2 separate regions of the Sus scrofa genome follow, and region 1 is linked to region 2. The links are chromatin contacts, called in public HiChIP or PLAC-seq maps. All regions are on one chromosome and are shown on one strand. The core of a region is the stretch at or near the end of the contact, and the rest is flanking DNA. Distances in the headings are between cores, read along the strand shown.

Region 1 (3,363 bases), core at 744-3,243, 790 kb after region 2:
CAGTTGAAATCTCTTAGGTTCTTACCCCAATCACATTCTCAAGGCTCCTGTACAGTGGTAGCTAATATGCTAAATTTGTTTTAACATCCATGGGAGTTCCCATCATGGCTCAGTGGTTAATGAATCCAACTAGGAACCATGAGGTTGCAGGTTCGATCCCCAGCCTCGCTCAGTGGGTTAAGGATCTGGCATTGCCGTGAGCTGTGGTGTGGGTCACAGATGCAGCTCAGATCTGGCGTTACTGTGGCTCTGGTGTAGGCAGGCGGCTACAGCTCCAATTATATCCCTAGCCTGGGAACCTCCATGTGCTGTTCTAGGTGCAGCCCTAGAAAAGACAGAAAAAAACAAATAAAACATACATTTCTGTACAGTTTTATTGCATATCTCTAATATGTAATATATATCATATATTATTATATATTAGCTCTAATATATATTATATATAGTATATGTTATGTATTATCTCTAATATATATATTATATATATCATACTTTATATATGATATATATTATTATATATTATCTCTAATATATATGTTGTGTTGTTTGCATATAGTATTTCTTAATTTTAAATGAATGTATTGTATCATACTTATTTTTCTGAGACTTTTTCACTCAAAATTGTAAGACTAGGGTGTATAAATATGTATGAATTATATGATAATTATTTAAGAAAATCTAAGGAAACCTAAATTATTTATTAGTAACCTAGCAAAATCAAAATAGAAATTTACATTTAGAAAATAAAATGGGAAAAAAATCTTTATGAAGAAGCAACAAAAACAAAATACCTAGGTAAACCTTTAAAAGGGTAAATGATCTAAGTGAAGAATGCTATAAAATTTTACAGGGATAATTAACTCAGGAGCAAAATGATTGGAGGATTGAATATGCTTTGGAAAGCACCTCTCACTTTAACAGGCATTTATATCATCACCCTGTAATTATACAACAGCTCAACTTTCAGTGGGAGAATAGTTACTGCACTGTCCTTTGCTGATGGATTTTATTTAGCCTTTTCCCCTATAGAGCCCCTAGCCCTTTGCTGATTTTCATTACTGCCCACCACATCCCTGCAGGCTATACGGCCCTCCCTGGAAAGGGTAGTAAGGCTCCCACCTGGAAGAAGATGGCCCAGAATAATAGAGACCTAGCCAGACATACCTTTTGCCACAGTCTGCTATCCCAAACTCTACTTTTTTCTCTTGTCATAGAGATAGAATGCTTTTTAAGAGCCAGGAGGAACCTTAGAAATTCAATAACGTCATTTTATAGCTGAGAAAACCTAAAGCCTGAGAAAGCTGACTGATTTGCCTGAGGTTATATGGTTTATTAATGTCAGAGGCAGGAATAGAAACCATGAGCCTTGATGATGCCTTCAAAGAACTGCTTTCTTTGGGACTGACATGAGAGGTTTAACCATATGTGACTACAGGGCCCAGAGTAACATCCCTAGAAAATACTGGATTGCATAAATTTTGGTTGGAGAGTTTAGACATAAGACAGAAGTTGCTTCAGCCCTAACCAGAATGGAGAGTCTCAGATTTCCAGGTTACATGCCTCTGAAACTTTATGCTAGAACTTTCCCACTGCCCTAGTTTGTTTATTTTTAAATCAAGCATGAACTCACCACTTGGTGTTTGCCAGAGTTTGGATGAATGTCAGCATCAGGCCGCTGTAATAATGGTTTAAGATTATTTAATCCTATTACTTATACACTTCATTAGGCTGAGTGAATTGTTGGCAGTGGTTCAGTAAACTTCCTACTTTAGAGATAGATAAAAGGTTGGAAAGAAAATGGGGAAGGAGTCTGTTCCTTGTTTTCTTTCATATTTATCCTATATCTCCTAAAGGATGAAGGAATGATAATTACTCAGTACAGTGCAAAATCTGTATTAGTAGGGTCTTTTTAACTGGACTGTACCCTCAGAACCGAAAAATGAATACATTTTCGATTAGAATTAAAGATTTGGGCAGAGGAGATAGAGGGAGGAAAGGAGAGAGAGAGAGAGAGAGTGTGTGTGTGTGTGTGTGTGTGTGAGAGAGAGAGAGAGAGAGAGAGATTATGCTTTCAAACTGATCTTAAAAATAAACCAGAAAATAAGTTGGAAGAGTCCTAAGTAAGATATTCAATCTTTCATTTAGGGGGCCTGAGATGAGGCAGCAAATATTTTTAGAGAAAGAATATGGAATTTAACTTCAGACACTAGTCTGCATTCACTTCATTTCTTTTAGCTTAAATTTCCTCACAAATAGAATGAAAATGGTATTTCTTACCCCAGTGGCTAAGTGAGGGTTCAGAGAGGCTGATGGGGCTGAATAAAACTCAAAGTGTGGAGGCTCTGAGCAGTAAATAACTGCATAGACTGAGGCTCAGGAACATATGTACAGAACCTGCAGAAGAGAAGTTTGTGTAGCTTGAATCCCCAAAGGACAGTTATTCTTCCATGTTTCAGTCTCCAGAATGTTATCTGCACACTGCTGGTTTGAGAGCTTGAAGAGTCTGAGGACCAGTCACCAGTCATGAGCCTCAGGGAGCTTGGTTTTCCCAAAATGTGCCAGAGGCCACCTGCTTTGGAATCACCCTGAAGTCCTCATTAAAAACAAAATTCTGGACTACTCCCCAGAATTCCTGCACAAGAAGCCAGGAAGTTAGCATTGTTTATAAGGCTCTTGGAGAAGGTTCCTTTGCACACCCAGATTTGAGATCTATGTGCCTAGACCTCCAGCCCAGCTCGTGTAAGAAGCAGTCCTGAAACACTTCACTTTTACCCCACACGCCTCTCCTCCACATTCCTTTTACAATACTGGGCCAAACTGGACACTTCTCCCAGACATTGCTATCTTAGCCTTCTCTCTCTGTGCCCAGCCTGCTGTCTGCCTTGTACCTTTCTCCATCTCCACCATTTGAAAATCTATCTCATCCAACCTTAAAAAAGCTTTCCTGGAACTTCCCTAAATAGATGGGGCCTTTTCTGAACATGCAAGGCTTTTATTTCTCCCTCTCTCATAGGTTTTAACCTTCTACAATTGGTGTTATAGCCATTTGAGATTTTTGGCATATTCCCTTATGAATTTGAAACCATTATTGGGGTGGGGGTTATCACATTTTATTCTTTTTTTCTTTCCCTTAGTTCTTGTCCCAACGGGTGTGCCTCTGGTTGCTTTGATATTTATTTGGGGCGGGTGGCTGGAGGGGAATTGGGTTTCCATTTAGATCCCAGTGTCTCCTAAGAGAGTCTTTGACTCTTTGTCCTTTGCTGTACCTTGGATTTGGGACTCTATGTGTGTATAAGAAGCAGAGAAGAGAACTTGGCTTGGGGAGCCTGTCAGCAGTCATTGCTGAAATGTAAATGTAAAAAA
Region 2 (3,686 bases), core at 525-3,024:
GGAGAAGGTGGGGGGTGGGGGAGGCACACTGTCAGAAGACTCCAGTGAAGTGTCATGCCAGCAGAGAGAGGCACAGCTGTGTGTCTAGGGGTGTCGAGGTATGAGAGTAGGAAAAGGAACATGTGCAAACAACTCAAGGGCCATATGTTTGGGGAAGACCAGCAGGGGTGGGTGGTCTGGACTGAGGGGAAAACGCAGGATAAGAAGAGGCCAAAGTTCAAGCCAGAAATCTGGGGCCGGTGTATGAAAGACTCTGAGGCTGTGCTAATGTGCTAGTTTCTTCCCCCAGTCAGCCCAGTTGGAGGTGGTGCCTTGGATAATTTTGCAGAGCCTCGGCTTCCCCTGCTGTGAGACGGAAGCCATGGATGTTGCCCGTGAGGGACCCGAGGGAAGGTGGGGCAGGGGGAGCGGTGGCAGAACGTGCTGCGCAGCTCCAGGGGAGTATGTGAAGGGGATGCGAATCACAGATATTTATAATTGCAGCAAACTGAGACTGCGGGCCACCAAGCACTTCCTCTGGAAATCCTGAAAATCTGCCGCCATGGGGCTGTGCCCAGATCCCAGCTGGAGGTAGACTTCTCTCTTCTCAGCTCCTGCCAGGCTGGTCTTCTTACAACAAACTCTAGATCCTTCCTTAATTCTACCTAGGAGGATAGGAGACAGCTCCCCACCCTCCTGCCCTCCCTTTTAAAGAACCCCCACACCAAGCCCTAAACTCCCAGGTCACGGCAAGCTCCCTTTTAGTCCTCAGTGCCTCATCAGGCAGTCCTGTCAAGACCAGACCCCAGAGCTGAGAAGCAGCTTGGGAAATATAATCCAATTTCCACTAGTCACCTAACATGGCCCCTCATTTATGGATCCAGCCGACGCCAGGCTTGTGCTGGGCATCTGGGGAGCTAATGGAAAGGCTGGGCAGGGGCTGACCTCAGAAGGAGAGAGGGAAAAAGACCAGCCGCAGAATTTCCTCTTCTACCAAAGAATGGGAAAGATCACATTGATTCCCACCTTTTCTTCTTTCTTTAAATACAAATGGAGCTTCTTTTTCAAATGTTATCTTTTAAGGGACCCCATCTATACAACTGGAAAGCACCTATCCCTCAGGTACTTCACAGGGATCCTATAACCGTGCTTCTCAAACTTTAATGCACGTGTGAATCCACAGTGGATCTGGTTAAAAGGCAGATTCAGATCTAGAGGTCTGTGGTGGGATCAGACGTCTGTATTTCTATCAAGCTCCTGGTTGCTGTCAATGCTGGTGGTCCATGGACCACATTTTAAATAGCAACCATTTAGAGCTCTAAGGATTATTGTTTGAAAACCATTCCTCTTTAGGATTGAGAGCTAGTGGGTCTCCCCACTCCCCATCCCTGAATAAATCAAACCAAGTCTCCTGGATTAGTGTCTCCTTCTCTGCTTGAAGTCAGCTTCAGCAGTTAACTCCACACCAAAGTCCTCGGATCACCTCCTTACCTCCTTCTGGCTGGAGGTATCTGTCACCTCCACAAGGCAGGCTGGGAAAATTCCTGAGAGGCTTGGCCACGAGGAAGAGCTTTAAGGTGTGGCCTTCACTCTAACAGGAAAAGTACAAAAAGTTCAGGTTAATCTTCTTCACAGACAGACAGACTAACAGACAGAGAGAAAGATCAAGCCACCGTTCCCACTGGCTTTGAAAAGGATAGCACCTTGTCCCTGTCCTCCCCTCACCCCAGCTGATGAATGATGGGAGTCATTCCCCCTCACACTCTGCCTTCCAGGCCCATCCCCTTCAGGACTGAGATGCTCCCACTGAGGTCAAAGGTATTTTTAGCTCTGTTCGTGTGGGCCCATGCTTGGCCAGTACCCCCTGGACATTCATCTTGGATTCCACAAATGCCAGGTCTCCTAATCCAGGAGGCACAGAGGCAACAGGGGAATCTGAATGCACTGGAAAATGCAAGACATGGCCTTTTGAGGATTTTGTCCACATGCCATGTCTGATAAAGCAACAGTAACACCTAATGCTCAGAAAATGCTTCAGCATTCAGAGTACTTCCACTGGCCTGGCCTCATTTCATCTGCCCAAGAGGCTCATGAGAAAGACAAGACAAAAGAGCTATTCTTACTCTACTTAATGGAAGAGCCAAGTGACTAGCAGGGCAGAGCTAGTAAGTGGCAAACTTGGGTTTTCTGCTTCCAAGTCCAAGCCCAGTACTCTTTCCCATATTCCTGGGAAACCCAGTCTTTTGCTTTTTCTTTAGCTTTGTTTTGGTTTTTGGTTAAACCCTGCAAGAAGTTTAACCTTCTCCAACAGAACTTCATGTTAAAAGCCGGGATCATCCATGCTTTTAAGAAATGGAAGACTAGATATAAGGAAGAAAGAGGCAGTAGATATCAATGGTCCAAGAGGAAGGAGAGGATACACTCAAAATAAGGTGACCAAAGAGAGATTAATTTAAGTATAATTCATAAAGGTTGAGCCAAGGTCAAGGAAAACCAAGAGACAGGGAGGCACCCTGAGGCTAACAATAACCTGGAGCTGTTACTGGTCCTTGGGATGAAAGGGCAAAAGGAGAGATTACCAGAATGTAGCAGAAAAGTAGGCAGTGCTGGGGAGCTGGCAGGGGGCTGCCCAGCTGGAACTGTGGCTTCTGACACTTTGGATGCACCCAACCATTGCCAAGCTACAGCAGGCAGGTAGGGGGCTAGGAAGGAGCCATCCTCACATCTCCTTCTCCCACCCTCCCACCACCTAATCGGTGCCAGGCTGAATCCAACCAGAAGGCAGAGGGCAGGGGAACCTACTGGTCTTCACAAAGGTCAACCTCTTGGAGGTGGGAAACAAGAAGGAAGGAGTGTGAATGTTGCAGGTGAGACAGAAAATGCCCGGCCCAGATTTGCTGGCACCTGCCAGGGGCAGGAAGTTGGTTGAGGGAGGCACAGTCCAGAGTCTGAGGGGGTAGGATTTGAGGGGGGAGTCATAGCCCCCTCTCAGAGTAAAAGACACCCCAGAGCCTAGCTGCAGCTCTCCAAGAACGAATCTGGCCCTGGTCTCAGGGGAGCACAAGAAAAACCAGATCAAGAGCTCCCGAGAGACATCACTAACCCCACAGAAGGGTTGGCCATCCTGGAGCCTGGGTTTAAATCCCAGTTCCTTCATTTTTCTCTGGGTGACTCCAGACCATTCATTTAATCTCTCTGAGTCTCTGCGTCCCTGTCTGTGAAATGAGTATAATAATAACAACCCCTGGGCTGCCTGTCTCAGGACTGGCCAGCATTCCACAAACTGGGGAGAATGCTGTGGATTCCAAGTGGCCTCAACTACCTAAATCTCATGTACTCTCTGCAAAACATGCTCCCAGTACCAGATTTGAGGAAGGTTAAAGCCAAGGGAGCTCTAGACTCACCTCATCAGCCTTCTCTCATCTGATAAGAAGACACTGAGAAAGAGTTCCCACACCCACAGTGGGTAGCAGAGCTGGAGGACACAGGTCTCCTCTCACAGGCCCATAGTGCCTTCCAACCTGCTTTTCACGTGACAATCAAGTGAGATAAAGGAACAGAAAGTGTGTTGTCCATCGTATACTGACAGTTTTTATAATTAATAACAATATCTCCCCTACAAACCTCTCCAGGCCTGAAGATTCCCATCATTAATTATATCTTTAAGGGCCCAGCAAAATGTGACATTTTATCAGGACAAAGCACAT

What was found. HiChIP or PLAC-seq counts read pairs in DNA pulled down with a chosen protein or histone mark.
Region 1: an H3K27ac HiChIP or PLAC-seq map of skeletal muscle shows a contact between it and region 2. The contact joins two enhancer-like sites. A contact is called at or near these places in 2 of 2 datasets of contacts at active chromatin or transcription factors (alveolar macrophages and skeletal muscle).

Annotation. Positions count from the first base shown.
Region 1 is chr13:126,366,693-126,370,055 of Sscrofa11.1, forward strand. All of the region lies in intron 8 of LPP (lipoma-preferred partner), which reads left to right. Among named protein-coding and RNA genes, the nearest start is that of MIR28, 86 kb to the left of the region's middle. Within about 2 kb of position 1,994, at least 7 of the 83 cell types and tissues checked have an H3K27ac peak or open chromatin away from gene starts, as enhancers often do. A contact at or near this core is called in skeletal muscle, where this site is marked.
Region 2 is chr13:125,578,692-125,582,377 of Sscrofa11.1, forward strand. No RefSeq gene overlaps it. Among named protein-coding and RNA genes, the nearest start is that of BCL6, 190 kb to the left of the region's middle. Within about 2 kb of position 1,775, at least 3 of the 83 cell types and tissues checked have an H3K27ac peak or open chromatin away from gene starts, as enhancers often do. A contact at or near this core is called in skeletal muscle, where this site is marked.